Linked DNA regions of Mus musculus: region 1 is linked to region 2. A link is a contact called in public Hi-C data. All regions are on one chromosome and are shown on one strand. The core of a region is the stretch at or near the end of the contact, and the rest is flanking DNA. Distances in the headings are between cores, read along the strand shown.

Region 1 (4,151 bases), core at 1,095-3,594, 150 kb before region 2:
AAAAAAAAAAAAAAAAAAAAAAGTAACGGCAACAGAAACTAATATGAGGAGCTGGAGAGATGGCTTAGCAGTTAAGAGCACTGGCTGCTCTTCCAGAGGTCTTGAGTTCAATTCCCAGCAACCACATGGTGGCTCACAACCACCCATAATGGGATCTGACTCCCTGTACTGAAGAGACAGCGTGCTCACATACATAAAATAAATAAATCTTAAAAACAAAGCTAGTACTAGTATAAAAGGAGGCATGTGGGCCAGTGTGTTAGAATTGAGAGCCTAGAAATAAACCCAGGTGTTGGCAATTGCTTTCATCAAGACATCATTCGGTTCGGGCCAAAACATACTGTATTACAAGGATGTTAAGATAACCAGAAATTGGCATGTATAAAACTAGATCCCACCCTCACACTCCATAGGGAAAAAAAATAGTGTATAATCTATTAAAACCGTAAATGTGGGCCGGGCGATGGTGGTGCACACCTTTAATCCCAGCACTTGGGAGGCAGAGACAGGCGGATTTCTGAGTTCGAGGCCAGCCTGGTCTACAAAGTGAGTTCCAGGACAGCCAAGACTATACAGAACCCTGTCTTGAAAAACCAAAAAAAAAAAAAAAAAAAAAAAAAAAAAGCCCTAAATGTAAGAACTAGAATGAAGTTCTGAGAAGAAAACCCAGAGGTAAACATTCAGAGCCTTGCCTTCTGCAATGACTGTTTTGATTCAGCAGCAGAAGCCCAAGCAAGAGAGATAAAAGGTATTGGGGTCCAGCAGATTAGAACTTCATAGGCAGAGGGGCCTCTAGTTATAGGACTGTCTACCTGCTCCCTGCCCCTTACCTGGTACTCCATAAATCTATTTTCTCCCTCCCAAGTGCCCTCCTTCCCAGTTTTTATGTGTGTGTTGTATGTTCTTACATGGATGGGGGTATAATTATGTAGTGCACATGTGTTTGCATTCATCTGGGGGGCTAGGGGTTGTTGCCCTTGAGACAGTCTCTCAATCAAACCCAGAGCTCACCAAAAGATATGGCTTAGGCTTACTAGCCAGTTTGCCTGGGAAACGGAGGCTGAAATTACAAGCAGGTACCACACCTGAGGTCTTTGAACAACTTTTTTCAGCCACTCTCAAAGTATTTTGTGCTTCAAAAGATGCTATCAAGAAATGGAAAGACGACTGGGCACGGTGGGACACGGCTGCACTCCGAGCACTAGAGAAGAGGAGGTAGGCGGATCAGGAGGAACTCAGGGCCATTCTTGACTTCACAGTGAGTTTGGTACCAGCCTGGTTACATGAGAACCCCATCTAGAAAAGAAGAAAAACAAAGTGGTAGAGCGATCTATAGAGCACCCAACCAGATCTAACATCTTCTAAATGATAAAGAACTAGTATCTAGCATTTATTTTTTTTTTTAAAGATTTATTTATTTATTATATGTAAGTACATTGTAGCTGTCTTCAGACACTCCAGAAGAGGGAATCAGATCTCGTTACAGATGGTTGTGAGCCACCATGTGGTTGCTGGGATTTGAACTCTGGACCTTCGGAAGAGCAATCGGGTGCTCTTACCCACTGAGCCATCTCACCAGCCCGTATCTAGCATTTATGAAAAACTCACAACATAGCAAGAAAGATAACTGGCCAGAGAGTTTTAAATGGACAAAGTGGGCTACCGAAATGACTCTGTGGGTAAAAGCGCTTGCAAAGCCTGAGTAGCTGAGTTTAAATGCGCTCGGTGGAAGGGGAGAACTGGGCTTCTCCAAGTTGTAGCCACTGTGGCACACAGGTGCATGCATGTAGTTTTAAAAAAGTGATCAAAGAAGAGCTGGAGCCATGCCTCAGTGGTTAGAACACTGGCAGCTCTTCCAGAGGCCTCAGATTCGTTCCCAGCACCCATACGGCAGCTCACAACAGTCTATAATGCCTGTTTCAGAGGTCCTCTTCTGGCTCTGTGAGCAGCGATGCATGCATTGTGCACAGACATACACATAAAAATAAAGCTAAATTTTTAAGTTGAAAAAAAAAATATCAATGATCTAGAAACACCCAGCCTGGTTCTACAGAGTGAGTTCCAGGACATCCAGGGCTACACAGAAAACCCTGTCTCAAAAAACCAAAAAACAAACAAACAAACAAACAAACCAAAAACCAAAAAAAAAAAAAAAAAATCTAGAAACACTTGGAGGCTGAGGCAAGAGGATCGTTTGAGTGCAAAAGTATGATTTATGATTTCAGACTAAGCCACTCAGGGACACTCCATCTCCAGAAACAAAAGAAAAAACCTCCATAGGATCTGAATAGAAAATTCTTCCCCAAAGACAAGCAAACAGTCAACACGCAGACAGGGAAACGCACAGCAGCATTAATGCAACCAAATACCATGAATTTACCTCACTTTGTAGCCACAGAATGGCTAAAATCAAAACGATAGAAAATAACCAATGTTCAGGGGTTAGAGAAATTGGAACCCTCAGACATTGCAGCAAGGAATGTAAAACTGTGCAAGAAGCATTAGGAAGCAGTTTCACAATCTCAAATAACGGCCTCACCAGCTCCAGGACGTCCATGCACACACCAAAGAGAAATGAAAGCAAACAGTCCAAACTACCACCAGGTGGCGGTGTTTCTTTAAAATTCAAGTTTGCCCACCAGAAAAATGTTAGCATCGCGATAGACAACTATAATTTGAGCTAAGGCAAAAAATACGAGGTTCCCTATAGAGCTGCCATCAAGAAGAATACATATAGATAAAAAAAATCTTTAAAGAAAACTGTTTTGAGAAAACAAAATATGTTATATAGAATGTATAATGTAATGATCATTTAAATCCCTAAAAGAAATGTATTGGCCTGGAGCGCTCAATGTTCCTGCTTCTCCCTCTCAAGAGCTAAGATTACAGATACTGCACCTAGATAATAATACTTTGTATTTAAACGCTCCCCCATCTGGTGGCTAACAACCACCTGTAATTCCAGACTCATGCGATCTAAAGCCCTCCTCTTCTGGACTCCATGGGTACCTTCATATGCTTAAACACACACACACTAAAATTGTTTTGAATTTTTTAAAATTTTAATTAAAAAATAAATCTTTTAAAAAGAAAAAAAATTAACTGTATGTTATGACCAAGGGCAGATATTTTCAGTGACTTTAGGAGAGTCAAGGGTCTCTTGAAAATGTTCGTTTTCTTCTCACACAAGATAGGTCGCTTTGCCCCAGAGTCGCCTTCTGAGAAATCCCTGGAGTTTTCCGAGTGTAGCAATTGCTTCTGTTATGGTACCAACCTTCCATATAGGATTCCTGTGTCTCCTCTTGTTTGCTTCATTACTGTCAGGGGTTATGCGATGTTGTAGGATATCCTCATCCCTGTACTGTCATTTGTATTTCCCTGGTGATGATGTGTAATCCCAAAGGCAAGGGAGAGAGCACCCTCTTCTAATACTGGCCTTTATATTATCATTACGTTTTTCATCTCTTTAAAGCAGAGGGAAGACTTTATATCAACTACACTGTATCAAAACATAGTTTTGTTCTTTTTTTTTTTTTTTTTTTTTTTTAATGTTTAAGATAGGGTCTTTTTATGTAGCCCTGGCTGGCCTGGAACTCACACTTCTTCCATGTCAGCCTTCCAAATTCTGGGGCTACAGGCATGGACTAGCAAGCCCACTTCTGGTTTTGTTTTGCTGAGTGTATTACAGAGCTCTTTCCATGTTTATACCCAAAAAAAACCTACCTTAACCGTGTGTGTGTGTGTGTGTGTGTGTGTGTACATCATGTGTACTTGACTGTGGATGTGTGTGCTCTGGGTGAGTGTGTAAAAGTCAGAGGATGACTTCAACTTTGTGGACTTAGTTCTCTACCCAACCTTTAAGGGAGTTTCAAGGATCAAACTTAGATAGCCATGCCTCTCTGTGACAAGCACCTTTGCCTGCTGAACTTTCTTATCAATTCCCTACCTTAACTGTTTAAAAGCAGTTTATAGTCTGTCTTCATCTGAGTGTGTTCCAAATTAATGTAATCCTTTGTATCTGCGGTGAAACACAAATTTAAGACATTTAGGTATTTTCAGACTTGTCTCTATGATAAAGTGTTGCCATAAAAAATATTTGGACATGTGTGTACTCTTGCTCAGCACCCCTATTTCTCTACCATATATTTCTG
Region 2 (4,291 bases), core at 805-3,304:
CTGTGTCCAGGCCAGCCAGAGCTACACAGCAAGTTCACGGCCAGGCAGATATATATATATCAAGTTCAAAGACAGGCAGAGGTACTCTATACAGTGAGTCCCTGTCTCAAAAAGAAAAATACAAGCAAAACAAAACAAAATAACAACCCAAAACACCCAAAAGATAGGAAGGAAGAGTGGAGGTGGTGCTGTAGCTGGGTAGTAGATCTTTTACCTAGTACAAGCACCAAACAGGCAGAGGTTAGAAAGGTGGAGAGTAAGGAGTGGGAGGGGAGAGCCAAAGAGCAGGAAGGGAGAGAAGAAAATACTTTCTTCCAGGGTCAAATAGATGTCAGCCAAACAAGAGCCACCTTGCCTGGAACATAATCCCAAGCAGGCCCTGCTGGATTTATTCTATTTCTTGCAATTATTTAGTGACTTTCCTTTGAGAGAGAGAGAGAAAGAGAGAGAGATTGAGAGATTTCATGTTTGTCAGTGTCCCTCCCTGTGAAATGTTTAATCCAGTGCCTTTATCGTGTCCACAGAGTCACCTGCTATTGCCAGCAGCCACAACGCCTCAGGGAAGCCTATACCGCAAGGCAGTCGTTGCCTGACTTCTCATTTCGAGGTAGCTAGTGGTTACCCAACGGGGGGGTTTTTTTCCTTGCTGGTGCTGAGAAGCTCAACCCTTCGGAATCAGTTGCCAGAGAGACAAGAGTGCATGCTAGTTGGGGTGTGGTTCAAGTCTGGGGGCACCAGTGCTTGCTTGGAACCTCAGTCCTCAAAGCCTGACCTCTGCACTCTAAGACATCTTCTTCCGAGGAATCGGTTATAATTGGCCAAGTTTAAATCAGCCTCAAGAGCTGGTAACAGATAGACCTCCATGACGGAGGACTAAGCTACAGTGTAGTGCGGGCTGATTCCCGTCAATTCTGAAGAACCAGAAAATGTGTAATGTCCAGAGATGTCCCTTCAGTGACTCTTGCAAGCCACAGATGGATGAATGAAAAAGAAAGAAAGGAAGGAAGAGAGAGAGAGAGAGAGAGAGAGAGAGAGAGAGAGAGAAGGAAGGAAGGGGCATGACTGCTCTTAGGTATGGTGGAAGAGAAGAGAAGGTTTATTGTAGATAAAAGGGAAAACATAGCCAGAGGCAGAGACAGGGATGGTCCTGAGTGGCCATGACCATACTGAGCTATGCCATGTTGGGAGAGGGTGAGGGAAAGGAAGAGGAGAGACCAACAGAGCCAGGTACAGCAACCATGTGACCCAAAGTTATAATGGCAGTCAAACGGGTTGGATTATGTAGGGAAGAGCACCCAGTCTCCTGGGCTGGAGAGTTCAGGGTAGAGGGCAGGGTATGCCACCAGGAGGTCCCTGTAACAGGTAGGGACTAAAGGATGAGATGAGAACCTGGAGGCCAGGTTTGCTTTGCTGTGTGGTATAGGCACCTCAGCCATTTGGCCTGGGGTTTGAAACCTAGCAACGGGAACTGGCACGAGGCAAGATTTTCAGCAATAGCAAGGAGAGGGTGATCTGAGAGTAAGTGGAGAGAGCTGAGACCCAGGTGGAGTAAGACCAGGGACTGTCATTTCCCTACCCAGGGGCTTCTGAGCAAGCATGGGTCTCCTGGGGTCTGTTGAAAACTTCAGGGTGACTTCCCTGTGCTTTTCAAGTCTCCAAGTCTTGCATACAATCCTGACTGGCAACAGCAACCTTGTCACAGGAAGTTCCTGCATCAATAGACCATTGTGCTTTTGCTTCAGGAGAAATGGAAGCCCCTCGGCCCTGGCTGGGAAAGGAGAACAAGGGAGCTCTGCCGCTCAGGAGCTCTGCTCCCAAAGCCAGTGTTCCTCAAGTCTGCCTCACACCTTCATGTCTAGATATTGGTTCTTACCCACTTCCCAGTCCAGGTTAGGTTTCTTAGCCTCTCCCTAGGGCAGGAGCCTCTTTCGAAGAAAGCCTCTATTCCCAAGCTTCTCTGTTCTTGCTCTCTGGTGCCTGAGCCTGCCCTGGCCTTCGGCTCAAATGTGCAATCTCAGGAAGACTGCCTGCCCTCTGTGGGGAACCACCCACTTGGCTTGCTTCTGCCTGAGGGGTTTCCCCCAGGAACTTTTCCAAATGGGATTGCAAAAGAGTAGATTCACTGTGAAAAGAATAAGTGTGATAGTTCCTCAAATATTAAAAAGAAAATGACTACATGGTTCTGCGGTTCAACTTCTGGACATTTGCTCCCGAAACAGTTGAAAATGGCATCTTAAAAAGATACTTTTGTATTTGCTTGTTCACAGCAGCATCACTCATGGTAGCCACAGAGCATCACTGATGAAATTCATCTGTTCGTCCACAGATGAAATAGAAGGACAGTGCATGCCAGAGAGCATTGCTCGGCTTTAACACGGATTGGGGGGCATGGTAGGGCACATGCTTAGCATGAGCAATGGTCTAGGGTCAGGCCTAGCTTGCTTTCTCACCTCTCCCATGCCCCCTCCTCCCTCCCAGATGCTGTTGTTGTGGATTCCACTGAGGCATGAAGTTGTCAGATTTATAGAGTCAGGGAATAGAAAGGTGTTTGCAAGGGAGACGAGAGGAACATGGACAGGGCTAGCGAGATGGCTCAGTGGGTAAGAGCACTGACTGCTCTTCGATGGTTCTGAATTCAAGTCCCAGCAACCACATAGTGGCTCACAACCACCTGTAATGAGATCTGACGTCCTCCTCCTCTGTTGTGTCTGAAGACAGCTACAGTGTACTTATTTATAATAATAAATAAATCTTTATGCCGGAGTGAGCAGGGACTGAGCAAGTGGGGCCGACCAGAGCAAGCAGAGGTTCTAAATTCAATTCCCAGCAACCACATGAAAGCTCACAACCATCTGTACAGCTACAGTGTACTCATATGCATAAAATAAATAAATAAATAAATAAATCTTTTTTAAAAAAAAGTCTGATGGACATAGAACTTTAGAAGATGAAAGGAACCCTAAAAATGACTACCAGGGACTGTGGCACAACCCTGTGAATATTCCTAGGATTAACTAACTGCACTCTCAAAAATGATTAAAATGGTAAATTTTACATTATTTTATCATCATTAAAATGTCATATATTTGCTCTGATGTTCAGCTACAATGTTCAAGTGCAGTACAAATTATCGACAAAAACATAGTATACCATTAAATGCAAAGTTTTGGGTGACATAGAATCTTTCCCATGGGAGGAAGGCATTCTAATAAGCTTGGTATGGGTCAGTCACCCGAGATTCCAGTACAGACTAGAAATAAAATAGTTTCTGAGCATTATAAGCAGCAGGTAATTAAAAATCAAAATCTTGGGACTAGAAAGATGGCTCAGGAGATGAGAGCACTTGAATTCAGGTCCCAATACCCATATTCGATGGCTCACAACTGTGGTAACTCTAGCACCGGGGGATCCAACATCGTCTTCTGGCTTTCAAGGGCACCTGCATTCATGTGGCACACACACAGAGACACACATACATATAAATAAAAATAAATCTTACGGAAGTCAATACCACATTAATATCAGTTGTACGTGATAGGTGACATCAAAGATGAAAGCCATTAGTTACCTCTTCAGTTTCTTAAGATAGGGGACTCTTGACTGCAGGATACACAATCAGATGATAGTCCTGACTGGTTATGAATATGGACTTTCAGGCAGGTACTTGGCTTCAAATTCTGGCATTGCTATTGCTGTCTGGACCAAGTGCTTAACCATTTTGTCAGCTTTAGTTACCTCAAAATGGGCTATTGTAGAAATTAAATAAGATGAGTATAGTATTTAATAAATAATGAAGTGTTTAGGACAGCGCTTGATATGTGGAAGATGACACACAGCAATTATTGTTATTAGCATAATTATGACAATTATGGCTATTAGGTTATTGAGTGACTGTACACAAAGCTAGCTAATAAAGGCTCTGTAACTCCTGCAGAGTTACTCAGCATCCAGAAGTCCCATGTCTTTTCCATACCCCGGCTACTTACCCATGTTTGGAAATCCGGTGAGAAGCTCTGTGTTTCTTCTCACCCGATCTTTTTAAAGCTGTCTGCAGAGCAGGTGGGATGGCTGTGTCCATGCTTAGGTAAAAGATCAGATTTTCTCATTAAGTTGACAGAAGTGAGGAAAAGAAGACCAAGGGCAGATTCCTAACTGGCAAAGAAACCTTGCCAAGCTAGAATGAGTCAAAATGCAGATGTCTCCAGGGATAACATCATCTTAAAATTTGTCATCAGGAATGGAGAGATGGTTCATTGGTTAGGAGAGCTGGTTGCTCTTGCAGAGGACCTGA

What was found. Hi-C and Micro-C count contacts between places; a contact is called where the count stands out from the background.
Region 1: a contact with region 2 is called in a Hi-C map of bone marrow-derived macrophages, with 24 read pairs. The contact joins two enhancer-like sites. A contact is called at or near these places in 6 of 39 promoter capture datasets (the 3T3-L1 cell line, the C10 cell line, the HPC-7 cell line and 3 more), 1 of 15 datasets of contacts at CTCF or cohesin (pro-B cells), 6 of 484 Hi-C or Micro-C datasets (the G1E-ER4 cell line, bone marrow-derived macrophages, embryonic fibroblasts and 3 more), 9 of 115 datasets of contacts at active chromatin or transcription factors (the 230-238 cell line, the HPC-7 cell line, bone marrow-derived macrophages and 4 more) and 3 of 9 other capture datasets (adipose tissue, embryonic stem cells and liver).

The regions. Positions count from the first base shown.
Region 1 is chr4:59,568,179-59,572,329 of GRCm38.p6, reverse strand. No RefSeq gene overlaps it. Among named protein-coding and RNA genes, the nearest start is that of Hsdl2, 11 kb to the left of the region's middle. Within about 2 kb of position 2,344, at least 44 of the 459 cell types and tissues checked have an H3K27ac peak or open chromatin away from gene starts, as enhancers often do. A contact at or near this core is called in the G1E-ER4 cell line and bone marrow-derived macrophages, where this site is marked.
Region 2 is chr4:59,417,159-59,421,449 of GRCm38.p6, reverse strand. All of the region lies in intron 3 of Susd1 (sushi domain containing 1), which reads left to right. Among named protein-coding and RNA genes, the nearest start is that of Susd1, 19 kb to the left of the region's middle. Within about 2 kb of position 2,054, at least 40 of the 459 cell types and tissues checked have an H3K27ac peak or open chromatin away from gene starts, as enhancers often do. A contact at or near this core is called in the G1E-ER4 cell line and bone marrow-derived macrophages, where this site is marked.